Regions from separate parts of the Gasterosteus aculeatus genome. Here region 2 is linked to region 1. Evidence: chromatin contacts called from public Hi-C data. All regions are on one chromosome and are shown on one strand. The core of a region is the stretch at or near the end of the contact, and the rest is flanking DNA. Distances in the headings are between cores, read along the strand shown.

Region 1 (7,385 bases), core at 4,578-7,077:
GTCGTTTATGATGTTATGACATACATTTGCAAAGAATTAAGACTTATTTTTAATATTTAAAACGGAAAAAGGAGAAACTTAAACAAGGCCTTTTTCCCAATTGACTCTTAATTTTCTTGGGATCAGAAATAAAAAAGTGTAATTTTAATGCAATTGTATAGATGCCATATTTATACAAATTATATCATATCATAGAATTTGATATAAATATATATATATATATATATATATGAATATACATATATATATATATTACCTCTTCCAAGCAGGCACTTAATGATAAGGAGGATGGACTCAAGCGTCTCTTTAGAAGTGGACACAGTATGAACATTTATCTTTTTTTTTTTTTTACTTTCTACAGATACCGAACATTTTACCTTTTCATTTAATGGATTTAAATTAAACAAATTGATGCAGGAGATACAGTATACTCTATATTTATAAAGTGTCCCTCCTCTGCTTAAAAACTTCAAATAGGCAGCAGAACACCAAGGTTATTAAATATTTAAAAACGTTGCTTTATTTCATTGGCTCTCCTAAATGTCGCCGAGCGAACCAATAGAAAGTCCCGTCCACAGCTTCGCCCAGTCTGCTCTCTGTTACATTTCTAGCATGTGTGTATATACACTTTTCAGCTGTGTTTTTTGGAATTTTCTTAAAGCTGTACATTTCATGCTGTTCGGTTTGCTTTAAAGTGATTCATATCAAGTTTTTTTTTTTTTTTTTGCTGAGCTTTTTGATATACAGTATGCAGTACAAAAGTCATTTAATTACAGCCATGGGGTTGAATTGCCAAGTAAGTGTACACAAATGTACAGACACGGGCAAGTTTGCAAAAATGTTCCATCTGGCATCACTTTGAATATCGAACAGATCCACCTTAGTGGGAGAGATCTGTTACTTTTACACTCTTTTTTAGTAAATTATTAAAACTCCTGAAAATGATGGTGTGTTTAGAGTTCCTCTTTTGATCCAAACGAACCAGAGAATGAACTAGATGCTTGTTTCATTTTGTTTAAATGGGTAATCTGTCACAATCACTGCTGAAATCTATTTACTCAAATAACACATGTTAAAAAAAGGTATATATATATATATATATATGAGATTTAGATCGTTTTAGCTGCACTAAAACGCTGCAGCTCACCGGCTGAAAGATGAAAAGCTGTGAATGCAGCGTTCCTCTATCGATCCGTGTGAAGAGGAAGAAAAGCCTTTTGTTACACCGGGGTGTGAAGTGGCGTGAATCATTGTCTTTACACACTTTTCAAACCACAACATCCTAAGAGATGAAACCCGATGGCTTCGCCGTCACAATGAGCATTACTTCTGCCGAACGCGACTGAATCGTACCCGGGCCGCTTGAAGGAGCGCAATGTTTACTGACTGCTTCTTTCGAAGCAAATCAAAACAACGTGTGATACCGCTGAGTGACGACTGCATCCTCCGGCGGTTTCCCTTCCTGTTCAGCAAGGTGGCCTCCTTTTCCTGAGCTGTTTCTGGGCTCGTGCAGACACGAGAGAGCTGCCTGAACGATTCTAGAGAGCGACCCGAGTGGATAAAGTGCATCGCATTGGGAGCAAACGTTCTCGGCACCTACCTGTGCAGTTTGGTTTTGAGTTTTTAAATCGGCAGTGAGCCCGATAAAACATTAGTGTTCCACTGTGATCTCCCGACGAGGAGAGCTGCACGCTGCTGCAGGCTCGACGCCACACTGGCATGTCTGCCGCTTCATTTCGTCAACTTGCGCCACGTTGGCGAGCTGTAATGTTTCCGTTGCACAATTTTGATATTAGTGCTCAACTTTGGGGGAAAATCAACCTCCCGCTGACGTGTGTGTGTGTGTGTGTGTGTGTGTGTGTGTGTGTGTCTTCCAGGCTGGGACATTTTGAAGGACTAGACATGAAATCTAGTAAATGCATTTGCCGAAGAAATGCTCTGGACTAAATGAGTTTATTGTGTGCGGGTAAGCATTCGAAAAGGTTGTTCCCTTGAGGGGAAGTAAGAGCCATGCTGCCTTTTGTGTGGTGAAGTGGGGCAGTTAGAATATGTGAGGTCAACTCGGATAAAGAGGTAGTGAAGGAGGTTATATTTGACCATCAGGGTCACATAAAATCCTTGAGTGGAAAACTTAATTTTTAATAGAACCTAGAAAGGTTGGACGGTGGACGATAAAAAAAAAACGAGCGCAAAGTCGGTCTTTGAGGGTCTGGACCTTTCGAACAAACCATGGATTAAAAGCGATGGGTAGGAGTCACTCGTCGTGGTGGTGCGGTCTAATGGCCGTCACAACTGGAGGCAGTGGACCCTTAATTGACTGCAATGGGTTTTCCAGAGTTGGCCCCATTAGACTCTCGGCCACTCACCTGTTGCCTCGCTCGCCAAGTGCATTGCCACAGCCAAATGGACTACGGGCTGGAAGAACGAGGCCGGGGTCGGGCCTTTACGTAGCATTAGCGCAGACGCAATTAGAAATCAATGACGTTTTATGCTGTTCAATGTCGCTCTCCTGCCAGCAGTGCACCAAGCGAGAAGACAAGGTTGTCTGGAAAAGCCCTCTTATGGGAGCGAGATGGTCCACTTGACTCTAAATTTCCGGCTCATTGTCGTGGAAAAGAATGTGGTAAAAGGTGGCCTCTTCAGTTTCATTACCCGTAACTCTCCAGTTACGGGTAATGTAAATGTTTTTTTTAAGAGTTATATTTGGAAAATACCAAATCAATACATTCGAAGGCCTTTATGCCAAACACTTTCATTTACACTACGTCTCAATTTCCGAAAGAAACACCCCAAATCCCGCCAAACGCGGCTGATCACCGGGTACACGCCACAAAACGTGTTGGGCCCAAAAACGGAGCGGAGGTGTGTGTGAAGGATCGGCGCCCTTCTCTCGCTCCGGTTGACACACGATAGCGCTCCACTTGCAGGCGTGACTTTGGCGGGGGCCGAGCCGTGTGCTGTTTTGACATGTCCCTCTGAAGGGGAGGCAGCTGAGGGCTGTAGCTTCACGCCGCTTTGTGGATGGTGGTGAACGCTGCTGGTTTTTCTGGACTTCAAAGAGAGAGGGAAAGGGGACACACACACACACACACACAGTCTGGTATCTGTCATGGCGGTGGTCGTATGGGGGGGGACAACGTGGTAGGTCCTATGACCCCTGATGTGCCAGCCGGGTCAGCGAGGGTTCAGGCGCTCTGTGGCAGCTGTGGGTGGTACAGCTCAGGGTCATCGCCGGCTAAAGCAAGAGCTGTGGGTTTGGGAGGTTGAAGCACCGATGGGTCCGGCTTTAATTTGCTTCTAACGGGGCTGGTTCACCATCGAGTGCTTGCTCACCAGGTTCGCTGTATTGCTGCACAGTTGACTGGTTTAAAAGGAGTTTACTACACTCAGATGCGATGTGATTGACTTTGGAATTTCATATCCAATAGCTAAACACATCATGTTTGCATCCCAGACCTAAGTGTTTTTTAGCTATTATTATTATTAATGTTAATATGACGTCCTCTTATAGTGACTCCATTTTGATATTTCATCCGATTTTCCAGATATCATCGGCGGGGAAGCAACGAGGTGGTTCTGGAGAGGCAGAATGATCTTAATTTGTAGCTGTGCTCGACATGAATCAGCCTCCATGCTTAAGTTTAACATCCATGGTGACATTATAGATCAACTCCAATACAAATGAAAACCACTCTAACACTGTTGTTCCTCAAGGGGTTTTTATCTGCGTTGCTTATAGACTCTCCAAAACAATTTATATGAGAACAAAAAATGAATAAATAAACAGATTCTTTCCAAAAAGACCTCACATCAACTGTAGATAATCAACATAATCGCGTCATCAGGTCCCTCAAAAACATGCCAACCCCCCCCCCCCCCCCCCCAATCTTAAATGTGGTCCAACAGTACCTGATCTGTCCGTGTGTCCAAATATTACATAAACAGAGCAAAGTCCGCTGCAGTTTTTTGTTACATCGGTACTCATTTCAATCCGCGTCCTCACTCTCCCGGTGAGTGCGAGGCCGGCTGCAGCCAAACGAACCCTCGGCCATCTTCCAGATGGCTCCAAGGAGATGCAGCTCCTGACGCAGCGCAGAGCCATCAACAGCCTTTGTTCAAAGCAGACGGAACATCTGCCGACCCGCACGGCAGCCTGTTGGGGAACATCTGCTTCTGTGTCCGGGAGTGCTTTCCTCCGCATTTGCATAAATAGTCTTTGTTACAGGGGGGGGGGGTCCGCCAAAAAGCAAATTTCAGGGTATTACATCCTTCAAACCGAACGAGGAACACTTTGGCCGATGTAAATAGAGATAAAAGCTGTGCGTGTTTGACAGCGGTACCCCCCCCCCCCCTTTCTGCTCACATCCAAACGAGAGAACAATCTTCAAATGTGTTTGATAAAACAGTTTGTAGGACATTAATCCCATGAGGGGAACGTAGGCCCAGAAGAAAAGCGGAATCAGGGGGATGTTTTAGTGTCGCACATCATGTCGATGGACAAGAATTACTCCTAATCAGATCAGTATGCTGCTCTGAAGTTGCGCTAAATATCACATGTTAGTTCACATAGTTTTGTTTACTCGCCGCAAACTGAAAGTTTGTCATTCTTTGGAAGATCATCTGCTTGCAAGCAACTGATTCCGTCTCATTAGATTATATTTAAAAAGGTTTAACTTTAGAAGTTTAAGCATGTTAGAAGATCTAGTGGGATTTGAAAGTTGGGAGAGTTGCTAAAGAGAAAGAAACTATTGATGAAACTGCATATTGTATTAGTTTGAAGGTCTTTCGGAAATTCTATTGGAATTTCTGTTTAGCTCTCCACTGCATATAAAAGGAGAAGATGGATTGTCCGTCTGCTTACGAGACACTAAGACTCAGTACTTTGTGTTGAATACCTTCACGATGACTCTTAAAATGCACTTTAGAGTGAAACCATGCAAGATTGTCTTTCCACCCAACTATAGAAGCTTAACTGTGAGCTTGTGAAAGATCTTCATCAATAACCATTGCATCACTTACCCATCGGCTGCTGTTTGTTAGGGACATAAATATTATTATTCCAAAACAAAAGCTGAACGTACAACTATCTAACCGTCTTGTTTTCAGAAACAATATAATTATGGATTCACTTTGTCATAAATGTGTTTTGCTGCAAGAGTCTTGGCGCTGATTATAAGAAACAATAGGAACCCTCACTCGGCATCATGATGAGGCCTATCAACGCCTCTGAGATGTAAAACACGGCCTCTCGAGGCTCATTGTTGCGTTATTTAATTCATTATTTGACCTAATTATCAAGAGGAGTTGGTGTTGAGCGGCTGTGATTGGCCCGAGACACGTCCTATAGGACACCGACACACCTGCGATCACAGGGAATATCAACGTGTGCTGATGGGAATCAGCCATCACGCTGGTATTTGTACACTCACGTTTATGCAACTGCTGTTTTTTGTTAACCAACAGCCTGTTGTTCAATTGTTTTGCTTGTGATACATATCATTATGTTTAATTATTACATTATTATTATCATAATGTGAATTTCTCTGCACTTCTCGAAGCGTTTTGCAGATAGTTTTGATTTTATTTCCAGCTTGTTTCCAACTCTGGTGTGTACGACAATTAAAATAAGGAAGTATTTGTAAAGAGAAATAAAGCGTTAAATCGAGAATTTAGTTTGACCTGCACTTACGGACAAAGCACCTGTGACGTTGGCTTCTGTAGATCTGAATGAGACAATGTACAACATAGAGAAAAGAGAAATAAAACAGAAGGTGAAGGTGAGCATGAACAGGTTCACTCGTGCAATGTCCTCCAAGCCCACAAGGGAGAGTTGTAAGTCAACAGATGAAGCCAGCGTTTGTCTTCTGGAATAGTTCCCGTACTACTCTTATGACTACAGCTTCAATAAAACTTTAATTTGACCACTTTGCCATTTTCATTATGATTAACTTGTGACCAGTCACAGTAATCCGGTTTGTCAAAGGAGGCATTTAGGAGACACACACACACACACAGACACAGACACACACACACACACACACACACACACACACATGTGACATAATCAAGGACGCACTAAAGACACTGCAGACTTAAAGACAGTGACAGGGGGGGAATAGTTTTGAAAGCGTTATTTATGAAACATGATGCACACAATACACAGTAATTCAAAGTGAAGTGTGTGAAGCTCTTGAACTTTGATTGTTTTGGGAAAAACACATGTGACAGTGAAACTAATCCGTCAAATCCCCCGCATGACATTCGGACAGTTTGTCAACTTTGACACACAGGTTTTTTTTTTCTTTCCTCTTGGAATCTGATTTTATTCAATTTTATGACTGGGGAATCTGGAGTAAACATAAGTCCCGACTGTAAGAGGATAAGAAAGTATTTCTTTCCACGTCCCCCTGCAATACGATAACATTGACTTTCATTAACATCACAAGTTCCGACTTGTTGATCTGATCCGTGTGGACAGTTCGGGGGAGAAAACCAAACAAAATCACAGTCCCATGCTTTTACACACCACACTATCTTTACATGTTCCACTTTTAAAGCACCATAGAGAACTTATTGCAAACGCGTCTTATACTATTAATATTTGTTTTGAGCTGCATCCTTTAAAACCCAATGAAAAAAGCCCTCTTCCTGTCCCCTTCTCCTCTCTTCCTACTGAGAAGGAGAGATAGACAAAGTCAAGTACCATATAAATAAAAAAAGGTCTTGCCAAAGGCACTTACTTTGCAATCTCCTGAAAATTGTGTCTTAGCTCAGCTCGTCCACTCAAGTCACATTGGAGAATGGGATCCAAATCAAAGCCACAAGCGCAAAGCCCTGCATTCATTAGGAAGATACGGGAGTGAGGAACACATAATAATGATCCATTATCTTTCCCCCCCTCGCATGTTCTCATGACCTTCCTCTTACGCTAAGATAAATCAGCTTACAGGCATCACCGAAACCGGGAGCACGAGCACACGTTGTTGTTTTTTGCTTTTTTTTTTTAAAGAAACCCCAATGTCGCGTCCTGAGAAGGAACCACTGCGCCATCAAAGGGACGCTGCGCTTCCTCGTGCCACGAGCGCCGCGCATGGTGATTATCATTACACTAACAATGACAACATTCATCTCTTTTTGAATAGCAGGAGAAAAAAAGAAAAAGGTAGGAGGCAGAAGTGATCCTCGCTTGGCCGCTGCAGCGGTTTGTCTCCGTGCCGCGTTTGCGCGCGCGCGCGCTCTCTCTCTCTCTCTGGTTCTAATTTAAGTTGTCCTAATCATAAAAGCATCAGCGAGCTGCTGTCGCAGAGTAAACCAGGAGGTGAAACGCGCCCCTAAAAAAAAAAAAAAAATCTCTTTTCACTCAAGTGGGCCGACACGACCGAGGA
Region 2 (7,585 bases), core at 1,958-4,457, 130 kb after region 1:
GTTTGAATTTAAATTGTGTTTTATTTGAAGCGAAGCCATTCGTTTAATTAAGGGATGTTCTTCTGTGGAAGATACGACCAACATAGCACATTATTACAAAAATACAACTCAATCTTGTTCATCATTATCTTGAAATTGTATTTTGTAATAATATTGCGATTATTGCGAAATATAATTACGTCCACGAATGCCGTACACCTCTGCGTATTCAACCATTTTTACTCAACTGATTAAATATTAAACAATTAATAATTTATATATATTTATATATTCTTTTTTTTTTTGTATTTGCAGTTTTTAAATCCCACGATTGAATTCCCTTTAAATGACATGGCTTCTTCGTTTCAAATCAGCGCATTTTAAGAAGATGCATGTGACGCAATGTGAATAAAGTGCGCACACCGCTAACTGACGCCAGAGTGACTTCAACGGTGCTATCTTTTATGATTGTGTGTTGCAGACCATACTTAACTCGATGCACAAATATCAGCCTCGATTTCACATCGTGAGGGCCAACGATATTCTCAAACTCCCGTACAGCACCTTCAGGACGTACGTTTTTCCTGAAACGGATTTCATTGCTGTGACTGCTTATCAAAATGACAAGGTAAGCGCAATCATTGCTCATGGGCTCGGGGTTGCACCCGAATGTTTACTCAAACGCTTGTGCGGCGCACGCGTTCGCATGTCTCTCATGCCCTGCACCATTTTGTTGTCATAAAATATGAAAGACGTCATATGTGTTTGAGCCCGTGAGAGCATCGTGTAGTGTGTGTGCGTGTGTGCGCGTGGAGGGGTATGCGGGTCTTGTGGGTGTAAGTGACATATTCTCCTCCGCCTGTGGAATGGAAGGTAATACGTCTGAGGAATTTTACAGTTCTACCTTTTTATTTAATCACGTGGAAGGGATTTGGGCATGGACCCAGACGCTCTCCCTCTCTCTCTCTCTCTCCGCGCGTGCGTGTGTGAGTAAAACTAAAAGGGGTTGAGAAATGGGACAAGAAGAAGAAGCGCAACACTGTGCCGTTGATTGTAGAAAAAGAAAGAAAAGGACACATTTTGGTTGTGTCAGACTGCTGCATGATGACAGTTTATTCTCTTTGAGACATTAAACATAATAAAAATCATATGGGGAAACCATGGCTCCTTCCCCTCCTCCCATGAGCAGTGGCAACACTGCCGGATGTTCTGTGGTAGTAAAGTTTTACAATACAAAAAAGGTCTTGGAAAAACGTGCCAATGTGATTTTATTTTTGCTTGCATTTGTGTTTTTTGAACTGTTGAAAATATTACCATTTTGTCGATACTAGAACTAGGTTTTGCTCTCTGAAAAATAAGATACATTAATTGTGAACGCCACGTGGAAATACAATTCATGTTGTTGATATTTACGCATCCTTTATTATTTCAGATAACCCAGCTGAAAATTGACCATAATCCCTTTGCCAAAGGGTTCCGTGACACGGGCAATGGAAGACGGGAAAAGAGGTAAGAAAAGTGCATTGGGAAAAAGAAGGAGAAAAAAAGCACTTCAGAAGTCTTTAGATTTATACATGGAGACAGGCAGGAATCTCGGTGGATTAAGCTCGCGTCAAAGCTTCCTCATTAACCCGCAGGGAGTGTGGCTCTTCACAGTTTCTAATCAAATAGCTTAATAGGCTGTAGAGCACCATGATTCCTACAGCACTGGTTATAAAAGAAACTGGAGCAGGGTGATGCTTAATGTGGCCTTTAGCTACTTTCACTGCACTTACTAATAATTATTTTGCAATTATAAATGTAGCCTACCCCCAACACGTGGTACGTTTCCAAATCAGTTTGTGCAGTGACGCGACACGATCGATGGATACATTTCTTAAATGACTATATAACGGATCTCGTACACCTTTCGCGAGTGGCTCAAGTTAGCTTCACAATCAGGAGCTTCCACATGGCGAGCAGCGTCCAGCCCACTCACCGGGCATGCTGATGTTTGTCTCTGACCCCAGAGATGTGCCATAGTAACCCGGGTGCTTGTGCGCAGGAAACAGCTGGCTCTTCAATCCATGCGCTCGTATGAGGAGCATCAGAAAAAGGAGACCGGGGCTTCAGACGACTCCTCCGGGGAGCAGGCCTCCTTTAAGTGCTTCGGCCAGGCCTCGTCCCCTGCCGTGTCTACCGCGGGGCCCCCACACATGAAAGGTGAGTTGACGGACCCCACGAGCCAGTCGCGGCGCCGGGCCACGAGTCGTCTGTAAATTCGTTGGGTAAATTCTAATTCTAGACAATGTGTTGAAGAGGAGTCAACCTTAGGAATGGCCGGGCCAAGAAAGACAGTCTGCACTGGCTCGTTTGTGAGGATTGTTAAAACATAAAGAATGTCACTTGTGGGCAACGGTTAATTTGTGGTTAATCTACAAAGAAAATAAAGAATTAACTCAATTAAAAAAAACAAAAAACGAATGCAATGCAGCAGCAATGGGAGCTACATTGCACCAACATCTTTCAAATTTATGACTTATTCCCCCTGTTATCGAAGCCAATGGGCGGAAAAGATTCTCATACATTGTGCTCCTCATTTTGGTGCAGATTTCTGCGACAGCGACGAGGAGAGCGACGATGAGAGCAAAGACGGTCACATCAAAGACGGTCCGGACTCGAGCAAGATTTCCACGACCACCAAGGACGGGAAGGATCACGAGGCGAGCCCTGCCAAGGGCCACCCCCTCGGCAGCACTGACTCCAGCAGCAGGACCCGCGAAGGTGGTCCGAGGACTGAGAAAAGCCAGGCCGACTCACGTCAGAGCCCCGTCACCGTCATCTCCAGCACCACTCGCTCCGGAGAAGACCTCAAGAGCCCCGGCCTGGAGCATCCCAAAACGGACGAGTGCAGGTCGATAAGCAAAGACAGTTTCATGCCTTTGACAGTTCAGACTGACAGCCCGCACATAGGCCACGGACACATGCCTAATTTTGGATTTCCATCGGGCCTCACGGGACAACAGTTTTTCAATCACATTGGGAGTGCGCATCCGTTCCTCTTGCACCCGAGTCAGTTCAACATGGGAGGTGCGTTCTCAAACATGGCCGCGGGCATGGGGCCACTGTTGGCAGCCGTGTCCACGGGAGGGGTGAGCACCATGGACACCACGAGCATGGCATCGCCTTCGCAAAGCTTTACGGGAGCGCCGGGCCTGCCGTTTCATCTGCAGCAACATGTCTTGGCATCACAGGTAAAACCTGTTTTCTTGGGCCCCGGCCTGCTCTGCGCCTTGAGTGAACCATGTGTTGTAATGTACAGCAGACTGTCGGCCAATATGCCAGATATTTACATGTGTTTATTGGCCTATTCGTCATGTCAATGTGCGTGTTTTTAAATCATAAGTGTGTGTGTGTGTGTGTGTGTGTGTGTGTGTGAGAGAGAGGGAGTGCCGTGTTTTCCTGCCGAATGGGCTAACAAGTAAAGTTAGGCAACTGCTATAGTTAAATACTCTACGAGAAACCCACTTATTGTTCCCTCTGGGTATAGATACCAACCATCATTTTAAGAAAAGGAGGTTATAACTGGAAGGTCAATCCTCTTTACATGATCTCATTAGTCGCTTTTAGGGCCATAACGCTGAGTATTTAAATTTAATAGTCAACAAAGTTGTCTTTTTCCATTTCATGTCAACGTGTTTTAGTGGCCCCCCTGTTGCTTGATTGCAGCTATACAGACAATAGGATTTCTTTGTATTTGTATTACAAATTCTTGAGCACCAAAAGCTGTTTACACGCTGCGAGTTGAAGCTTTGCTTCGCCATATTTTGTTATGACTATATCTGTGAAAAGCCTGTGTGAATGGAGGCATTGAAAAAAGACCCAGACTACGTCACGTTGGGACATAAGTTCATAAGTGTCAAGACGGCGTCTTAAGCGATGCAACAAGTAAAGCTGCCCCAAACAGCCGCTTTAAGGGGGAAAAAAATCAACATTTTCACGCATTAATCCGGAACATGCAGAGCGGGGAAAAGTTAATCATCATAAATGTCCTCTGGTGTTATTTTATGTGCAGGCCTGTCTTTGTTCCGACTTCATGCGGCCTACATTGTGCGCTCTTGTGGTGCGCAGAAGTGTCCAACTACCCTCGTGGCTCACACTGCGCTTCTCCGTTTCCTCCGCAGGGCCTCGCCATGTCTCCGTTCGGAAGCCTGTTCCCTTACCCGTACACGTACATGGCCGCCGCGGCGGCAGCCTCCTCCGCCGCCGCCGCCGCCTCCTCCGCGGCGCACCGGCACCCTTTCCTGAACGCAGTGCGTCCCCGACTCAGGTACAGCCCTTACTCCCTCCCCATGACGGTGCCGGACAGCACCTTGCTCACCACCGCGATGCCCAACGTGGGCGGCAGCGGGACCGAGCCGAAGGGAGGAGACGGCGTCGTGCCGGCCAGCCCGGCGTCCGGGGTCACCTTGGATTCCACGTCGGAGGTGACCGGCCACTCGGTCGCCATGTCGCCAAAGACTTGCCCGGAGAAAGACGCGGCGAACGAGCTGCAGAGCATCCAGCGGCTGGTCAGCGGGCTCGACTCGAGTCAGGACAGGGCACGCAGCGGGTCCCCCTAAAGGAGGAGGAAGAGGAAGAGAACCCATTTTCCTCTTTTTTTTTAAACACACCACCTGCTTCTCGTCTCATTGTTGTCATGAAAAGTGGAGAGAAAAAATGCTGTCGGTGATGGAGACGGACACAGTTGGAGGACACCCTCGTAGATCCATGCAGGTTTTTAAAAAGAAAAGAAAAAACAAACAAACACGAACTGTTGGTCGTTTTAGTTTCTGAAATGCACTTTGGTTAACACGCATCTGATATGTATATTTTTTCTTATTATTTGTTTGTTAATTTAAACAACACTTTTATCCTGTCATTTGAATACCGTACAAGTATTGAAACTGAAACGTTGGCATGGGTGTGACTTGCAGATTTGGGAGAAGTTGCTGCTGGGTCCCGTCTCTTAACTTTATTTTACACGAGGAGAAATGTGTTTTAATATGCACTCTGAATTGATTACTTATTTGAATTCACTACCGTTTAACCTACCTTATAAAGACTGCTGTATTTTGTTGTACACTATTAACTGATCGATTGGCCAAATGTTGCATGCCCCCAAAATCCCCAAATGAATGTTATTTTAACACTAAAAATGGAAAGAAAAGTATGAAAAATATTCAGTTATGGATATAATTAACACACTCCCTTTGCTTATTTTTTTGTCTTAATTAGGTTATCAATTGTAACACAATTTATTTTTCTTCATGCCTTTTTAAAATCAGAACTTAGCCTTTGACATGACTGGTGCTCCGGGATAAGCTATGGCCCAAGCATGCGGAACTCAGCCCAAATGTCCAACAGGCAAAGGGAAGCAGAAATTTAAATATGAAAACAATAAAAGGTAGTATTGATTAAAAAGGTGTACATAGGGATATATAAAATATTTATGTAATTATTTCATATTGTTATTGCGTGTAAATACAACGGAGTAGTTTGTTTCTAGGACCCTGTTCTTAATTTATTGTCGATATACCTGTGTAAAGATTTGTGGGCTATTATCCCTTTGTTGCCATCTTCATTTATACCCATCTTAAAATATGGACTTTACTCCTCCCCAAATATCCATTGAGGTAGTTATTCACACTAATGTGCCATTGTATTTTCATTTGTTGTCCCATGTGTGTGAAGTGCTACTGTTTAAAAACGGATGGAAACGCGACAACGCACTGCACCAATGGCTTGAGAAAAAACACGCCTTTTTCTTTTCTTGAGAAGAGCAAAAGAAGCGTCGTTGAAGTGTGATAAAAGTGGACTATTTCTTTTTCCTGTCATTAAAAAATACTTTGCGAACCTGATCGTACAAGTGCCGCATAATCGAAAATATGAAGGTCTTTATTTGTGTTTCTCAATGGGTTATGTTGTATTAGAGTTATGTCTGGTTGACAACATCGACATCGTGTTCTTGAAAGTTTCAATAAAATATTGAAATGCCCTTTCTTAGTGTGTCTCCCTCGCTTTAGATGAGAATTAAAGAAATGGTCTTAGCAAATGTATAGTCAGCTGATGGAGGCTGACGTCGGACGAGACAAATGTTTCTTCTCGGTTATGGGAGGCACTTCACACAAAAAAAAGTCTGATAAAAAGTCCAGATCAGATTATACTCAGGGCGAAGCGAAGCCCGAGATCATACCTGCAGGATCCCTACCTGGACAAGGAGCCGCGCTCTATAGTGTTAATGATATTTAGTGTTAATGCTCTCCTTGCAGGGCATTTTACCTGTAGAACATGTAGCGTTGTAATAACAAACAAGAACTAAGAATTAACACCCTAATTAGAACGTATTCCCAAGAACGAATGGCGATTTTGCCCGTGCGGCTGAATCCTCTGATGAATGTGATTCATCGCGTAGAAATTTGAGTCCAACCAAACCCTCCTTGCCTGCCTGCCTGCCTGCATGCCTCTCTATTGCATGCCTGCATGCATGCCTGCCTGCATGCAGGCAGACATGCATGCATCAGTTACGATGGTTTAAATGTTCTGTAGTGTGACATCACATCACGGGAGGCCTCTGGATTAATCTGACGTTTCTGAAGTGGCTGCATCGACGCGACGCTTCGGGCCGGAGTGAAAGACTACCCCCCCCCCCCCCCCGCCCCCCCTCCACCCTCATTGATGGCCCTCTCTATTGCACCTCGTGCCGCAGAGTTTATCAACAGCATATCTTTATTTGTATATCGTCTGGTTAATGTGTAGCGAGCGCGGCGCTGGTGAATGGGTGCGAACGTGACACACGCTGTCTCAATTGGTGCCTCTTATTGCTCACCTGGCGCCCCCCCGATGAGCGTATCTCACCAGTTTATTGCACGGAAGGCGACAACGCGTCTGTAATCAAACCGCAGACACGACGCCCCCAAGCGGCGACAACAACCCCAACCCACGGGTTTGTTTAACCGCACGGCAATAACACGCGAGAAAAGGACACGTCCCGGGGCGGGAACTGTGCAGAGAGGTCATTCATAAAGACTTCGTGGAACCTGGTCGCGCAGCTACTGCAAACGTGTTTAATGTGCAGTGGAAAAATGATCAATAAAGAACGGAATGAATAAAACAGAAGCGTGTGGATGTTCCGTACAAAGTGAGGCCCAAAAAACTGAATCGTTTCAAGAAAACTGAGGCTGGCCAACATCCCTGTGTCTGATTTCAGGGTAGGAAGTTATGACAAAAGGAAATACAATTATTTGAAAGAAGAAACCGAAGATAAAACTGAAATTAAGTAATTCTTAACCAAAGGAAAAAAAACATCTTGTGTGTCATTTAATATATTTCAGTTATTGCTAACATGCGTCTATAAGGTCAACCTTGACAGCTTAACAGTTTGATGTGTGCACCTTCATTGTGTTTATTTTGCCTGCCCGTTGTTTCCTCTCCAGTGTGCGCTGCTTCAAAGTGTTGACCTCTGCTCCCCCCGCAGAGTCCGACTCAATACGGCCTTCCACGTGCAACGCATTCACGGCGAGGATCGGCAGCTTGGCCGTGGAAGAGATTGTCTCCTTCCTCGGCCTCCACCCAAGAGGCTGGATTT

Evidence for each region. A called contact is a pair of places that touch in the nucleus more often than the background predicts.
Region 2: a contact with region 1 is called in a Hi-C map of tail fin, with 5 times the contacts expected there. The contact joins two enhancer-like sites. A contact is called at or near these places in 5 of 6 Hi-C or Micro-C datasets (blood and trunk muscle, skeletal muscle, tail fin and 1 more).

What each region holds. Positions count from the first base shown.
Region 1 is chr14:7,005,569-7,012,953 of fGasAcu3.hap1.1, forward strand. It overlaps LOC120831900 (mediator of RNA polymerase II transcription subunit 13-like), which reads left to right. Exons shown (of 32, transcript XM_040197779.2): 32 at 1-945. Among protein-coding and RNA genes, the nearest start is that of LOC144388221, 33 kb to the right of the region's middle. Within about 2 kb of position 5,828, at least 1 of the 9 cell types and tissues checked has open chromatin away from gene starts, as enhancers often do.
Region 2 is chr14:7,141,079-7,148,663 of fGasAcu3.hap1.1, forward strand. tbx3a (T-box transcription factor 3a) reads left to right here. Exons shown (of 7, transcript XM_040198142.2): 3 at 461-607; 4 at 1,412-1,488; 5 at 2,024-2,181; 6 at 2,569-3,212; 7 at 4,143-5,995. The coding sequence ends at 4,580. Among protein-coding and RNA genes, the nearest start is that of tbx3a, 6.3 kb to the left of the region's middle. Within about 2 kb of position 3,208, at least 3 of the 9 cell types and tissues checked have open chromatin away from gene starts, as enhancers often do.